2 separate regions of the Pan troglodytes genome follow, and region 2 is linked to region 1. The links are chromatin contacts, called in public capture Hi-C maps. All regions are on one chromosome and are shown on one strand. Each heading gives the region's core, a stretch centred on a gene start, on an enhancer-like site or on the middle of the called end of the contact. The rest is flanking DNA. Distances are from core to core; before and after follow the strand shown. Region 1 overlaps LARGE1 (LARGE xylosyl- and glucuronyltransferase 1). Region 2 overlaps LARGE1 (LARGE xylosyl- and glucuronyltransferase 1).

Region 1 (2,700 bases), core at 6-2,505:
TTAAAGTGAGTCAGAAACACAGACCTATAAAGGGGTGAAACAATCACTTCATTTGATAGAAGGGGACAGCCAAGGCCCAGAGATAGTGACCTAAGCTCACTGAGGCTGTCACTGAGGCTGTCAATAACATGAACACACAGCACTGCGTGAACAGCATGAACCAGGCAGTGTGCTAAGTGCTTTAGGTAAAGGATCTCCTCGCAGGCATGTAATGTTCCTATCTTTATTTTGCTATTGAAAATAAAAACAAATTGATATCGAGCAGTTTATTTGTTCAAGTTCTCAGAAAACAGTAGAACCAAGAATGAACCCCTCCCATTTCAGCAGGTGTAGCTAAAAAAAAAAAAAAAAAAAAAAAAATTAAAAAACAACAAAAAAGAATGAATGCTGCATGATGTGATTCCAGACCGCAAGCTCTTGACCCCAAAGCCACCCTTGTTGGTGCTGAGGCCCAGAAACCTAGATTTTAATGCAGGTCCCTAGACTTTCGCTCCAAATACTCCTTCTTTCACAGCATTGCAAGTGGCTTTTCCAGTGCAAATTGATGCACAGAGACCTAGAAAGAGAGCAGCAAATCTATCCATGACAAACTGTTCATCCCTGCAGACATCACATCCATGAAAAGGTAAACTCCGGAGGGTCTGCTTGCTGTTTGTTGCTGCTGTATTCTGAGGGCCTGTTAGCGTACCTGACACATGATTGGCACTTGGTATGTGTTTGTTGAATGAATGAACTCATTTTCACAGGGAGCAGAAAATAGACAGCCAGGACGATCTTTCCCAGAACACTGGAGCTAAACAAGAACTCTGGACTCATCAACAACACATTCAACGAGAAAACAGCCAGAAAAGCTACCCCAGAAACCCCCTCATTTTATACACTGAAGAACCCAGGCAGGGGAGGCAGTAGTCCCCGGACTTAATCTGCCCAAAAGGTGGTGCATGGAAAGTTCCCTGGTCGGCGCCCTGGATCTTACAAAAGGCTTCCAGAATGATGAACACTGGCAGGAAGAAGGTGCTCCTGCCCGACAAGATCAGGATGAGAGGTGACGAGTCCAGAGTCACCCCTCACCCTCCCCTTGGCCTCTCACCCTTTGGCTTGCCTTCCCCAGTTAGCAAAGAACACTCCTACCTGTGTATTCCACACACACAGCACCAGCCTGGCACCTTGCCAGCTTCACAGAGTCCGGGAGTGAGCAACGCCACCGTGTCCAGGCCCTCTAAGAGCCTGAGCTTCACCAGCGTGAGAAGAGCAATCAATGATAAACAGATAAATCCATAGTGAAAGCTGAGAGTTTGTTGCAGAGGATGCAGGGAGGGTGTGAGGGATGCTGTTTGAGAGAAGACTGATGGCGGAGGCCCCTCTGCTAAGGTGAGCTCTGGGCAGAAACCTGCAGGAAATGAAGGAGCGAGGGCTAGGGCTATCTGGGGAGAGAGGCTTAAAGGCGGGGAAACAGTAAGCACAAAGCAGGCAAGGCAGATGTGTGCCTGGTGTGACGAAGGCAGGCAAGACATCCAGCGGGCTGAAATAGTGTGAGGATGTGGGGAGAGGCCCACATCCCTATGTCTCACCAGGGCCAGCTTTAGGGACACGGGATCTAAAGGGCCTTGTGCTGACAAAGACCCTGTGCTTGGTTTAATGGCTTGCTATCACCATTTTGAAACTCCTAACACATTTTTTTAAAAAAAGGAAGCCCCACCTTTCATTTTGCACCAGGCCTCACAAAGTATACAGCTGGTCCTGCATCCCATCAGACCACTGAGGACAGACCAAGATGATGGGGTGGAAGCCTCCCCAATTTCCTCCTATTATTATTATTATTATTTTTGAGACAGTCTCCTTCTGCCATCAGGCTGGAGTGCAGTGGCGCCATCTCCGCTCACTGCAACCTCCGCCTTCCGGGTTCAAGCGATTCTCCTGCCTCAGCCTCCCAAGTAGCTGGGACTACAAGCAGGCGCCACCACGCCTGGCTAATTTATTTTTAGTAGAGATGGGGTCTCGCCATGTTGGCCAGGATGGTCTCGATCTCTTGACCTTGTGATGCGCCCACCTCGGCCTCCCAAAGTGCTGTGATTACAGGCGTGAGCCACCATGCCCAGCCCACTTCCTCCTATTTAAGCACCTCTGTCCCCTGTTTACTAGACAGTAGTAAGTACTCAAGGGAACACATCATTTTCTTTTTATATGTTGACTATAGCCTTAAAAGGCAAACACGCACTCTTATATTGCTACCAACTCTTTGTTATCTACATTAAAAAAGGGACGAGGAGTGTGAATAATTCAGAAGAGCTGATGAAAATCCTCAGCTCTGGGAAGCAGCATGTGGCATTTTTTTCCCTACAAATTCCCCTTAACTGTGAATACGTATTAACTGATGATTCCAGAGCTATACACCTGAGCCACTAGAAAGCTAACTCTGGATTACTAAGAGAAGCTACCATAGGATGAAAAATTGGAAAGTGGCTACAAACTTATATCCCTCAACCCCTCCACACCCCTCTCTGTCCCATCATCACCCAACAAGTACTAAAGACGCACTCTAACCTCTAGGAAAGTTGTCCAATAAAAAGGGCTGAACTCGGTGGAGGAGAGCTACAAAAACATACATATAATGCACAAAGAATTCTTTTTTTGAGACAGTCTCGCTCTGTTGCCCAGGCTGGAGTGCAGTGGTGCAATCTTGGCTCACTGGGTTCAAGT
Region 2 (2,700 bases), core at 28-2,527, 64 kb after region 1:
TTTACTTCCACTTGGGGATTTGGCTACTGATCAAAGGAATTCCTAATGCTCTAAATCCCCTTTAAAAAAATCACCTAATTCCGAAAGTGAGTCATTTATCTAAACACTCATTGTGTGTGCCAAATTCTGTACTAGATACTAAGGAAAGAGGAGTAAATGAAAAATGTTCCTCTTTCTTAGAAGATCACCATTAAATGGGAGAAAATATTATTATGTTTATAATAACAATCGCATTTGTTGAATGCTTACTATGTAACAGACAGTATACTAAAGCAATTTACAAGTATCTTTTAATTCACCCAATAACCTTTATTACTGTGTGTGATGTAGACATCAAGGAAATCACCCAATTATAATGAATTATAGGAGCTGGGATTAAAAATCAGATTTGCCTCTTTCCAAAAACCTTAATCGTTTTTGGAAACTGATTCAAATATGATACTCACATGATTATTACACAGTGAAATCTGTATATAAATTCTTACCAACATTCTTAGAACATAGCAAAATTCATTGTACTCAGAAATGGGAAGTAAAATCAGGAAAGACGAAGGTGACTACTAGATTGAGCTCATACTGTTAGCAGTAACAAACATTCCAATGCAGTTATAATAGAGTCATACACCTTCTCAGAACAAATGTTTCTCCAATCTCTAAAGGACTGCAAGTGGCCAGTAACGCTCTACTGAGAAAGCTGTTAACACCAAAATACAAAGCAGGAAGGGAAGCTTGGAAACATATGTCCAGACCCAGGAAGATTGTTACAATGGATTTTTAACTTCTGTACTTTAGAGTGTGTGATATGGTTTGGCTGTGTCCCCACCCAAATCTCATTTTGAATTCCCAGGTGTTGTGGAAGGGACCTGGTGGGAGGTAATTGAATCATGGGGGCAAGTCTTTCCCGTGCTGTTCTTGTGACAGTGAGTAAGTCTCATGAGATCTGATGGTTTTAAAAAGAGGAGTTCCCCTGCACAAGCTCTCTCTTTGCCTGCTGCCATCCATGTAAGATGGGACTTGCTCCTCCTTGCCTTCCACCATGATTGTGAGGCATCCCCAGCCACGGGGAATTTTAAGTCCAGTTAAATCTCTTTCTTTTGTAAATTGCCCAGTCTCGGGTATATCTTTATCAGCACCATGAAAACGGACTAATACAGTGTGCCAGGGAAAGTCTCAGCCTTCTAAAACTAACGGCTAGCATTTGTACATTACGGAGGGTCCTGAGCAGGAGCCAAGTGGAGCCTGGATGTCCTCCTTCAGGACACTGATAAAGACCTGCTGCAGCCCCAGCCCAGGGCTGGCCACACTTTGGAATTACATGGGCGCACTACTGGGCCTACCCCAGAAAAACTAAACTATGACATCTAGTGGTAGGGCCTGGCATTGCTGCTTGTTTGGGTTTGGAACACAAGCCATGCTAAAGTGTCATCCAGAGTGGCCCCTAGCATTGTTTTGGTGGTGTTGTTTTGTGTTACCAACAGTACCAAGTGATTCTTAGGTGCAATCAAGCCTGAGGTACACAACAATTGGGAAGTGAGCCAATCAATTAATTCTAACTGGGGAAGATCAAGACCCAACTTAATAGCACAGCTCTGTAACTTTATTTTCTGTTTGCACAGAATTGCTGAGTTCCTACATAGTACACATATTTTTTAATCCCCTGGGAATATTTAAGCGTCCTTGATCTGGAAGCAACATGGAATGATGGCACAAGCACTGTCTTCAATACAAGCTGGAGTGTGGTCAATTCCCTTCTCTGAATTTCAGGTTTTGCATCTGTAAAGCAGACACAAGGCGGCCGGGCGCAGTGGCTCACGCCTGTAATTCCAACACTTTGGGAGGCCAAGGTGGGCAGATCACCTGAGCTCGGGAGTTTGAGACCACCCTGACCAACACGGAGAAATCCCATCTCTACTACAAATACAAAATTAGCCAGGCATGGTGGTGCATGCCTGTAATCCCAGTTACTTGGGAGGCTGAGGCAGGAGAATCGCTTGAACCCAGGTGGCGGAGGTTGCGGTGAGTCGAGATCGCACCACTGCACTCCAGCCTAGGCAACAAGAATGAAACTGTCACAAAAAAAAGAAAAAAAAAAAAAGCAGACACAAGGCCACCTATTGCTCTGTCAGCCTGAAAATGGGATGATGTACAGGAAAATACCCAGCAGAGGACCTGACAGAATCGAGCTGCTGGTTCATTCTGAATCAAGAAGGAAGAAATATTTCATTATGTGACAGGTGGAATAAAGGCCTGATCACAGTGAGTGAGCTCGAGACGCTAGTCCTTTACCACATGTCATCAGTTGTGATTTTCTCTCCTTTATAACGGCTGGTTTTGGAGGGTGGGACTTATGTATATATACAATGTAAGGGCAATACACACACTCTGGGACATAATGTACAATAAGTAATAGCAGCACATTAATAATAACAGGGGATGAGAAAGGGGAGTTTCAGCAGTGCTATTATGCCTCTGAATAAGATGTTGATCATTGCTTGCTATTTTCTCTTCAAACATGTTATTTAGCCAGTAGTGAGCAGATTTAAAACCCACTGGGGTTCTTGAATTCAGCCTGGCTGAGTGGTTAAATCCAGTGAAAATATTCTAGTTAGATGAGTTTTTAGCCAAGGGAGTTGAGTATACAAAAGCATACATAACCGGTCAGTTTGTAAGACGTCCATCTTTCAAAAATGATAACAGGAA

The links. Capture Hi-C pulls out chosen DNA fragments and counts their contacts.
Region 2: a capture Hi-C map of stem cell-derived neural stem cells shows a contact between it and region 1, with 2.9 times the contacts expected there. The contact joins two enhancer-like sites. A contact is called at or near these places in 3 of 7 Hi-C or Micro-C datasets (blood, induced pluripotent stem cells and stem cell-derived neural progenitor cells) and 1 of 1 other capture datasets (stem cell-derived neural stem cells).

Annotation. Positions count from the first base shown.
Region 1 is chr23:35,613,501-35,616,200 of NHGRI_mPanTro3-v2.0_pri, forward strand. The region is part of intron 6 of LARGE1 (LARGE xylosyl- and glucuronyltransferase 1); the gene reads right to left. Among named protein-coding and RNA genes, the nearest start is that of LARGE1, 400 kb to the right of the region's middle. Within about 2 kb of position 1,256, at least 5 of the 24 cell types and tissues checked have an H3K27ac peak or open chromatin away from gene starts, as enhancers often do. A contact at or near this core is called in stem cell-derived neural stem cells, where this site is marked.
Region 2 is chr23:35,677,049-35,679,748 of NHGRI_mPanTro3-v2.0_pri, forward strand. The region is part of intron 5 of LARGE1 (LARGE xylosyl- and glucuronyltransferase 1); the gene reads right to left. Among named protein-coding and RNA genes, the nearest start is that of LARGE1, 340 kb to the right of the region's middle. Within about 2 kb of position 1,278, at least 1 of the 24 cell types and tissues checked has an H3K27ac peak or open chromatin away from gene starts, as enhancers often do. A contact at or near this core is called in stem cell-derived neural stem cells, where this site is marked.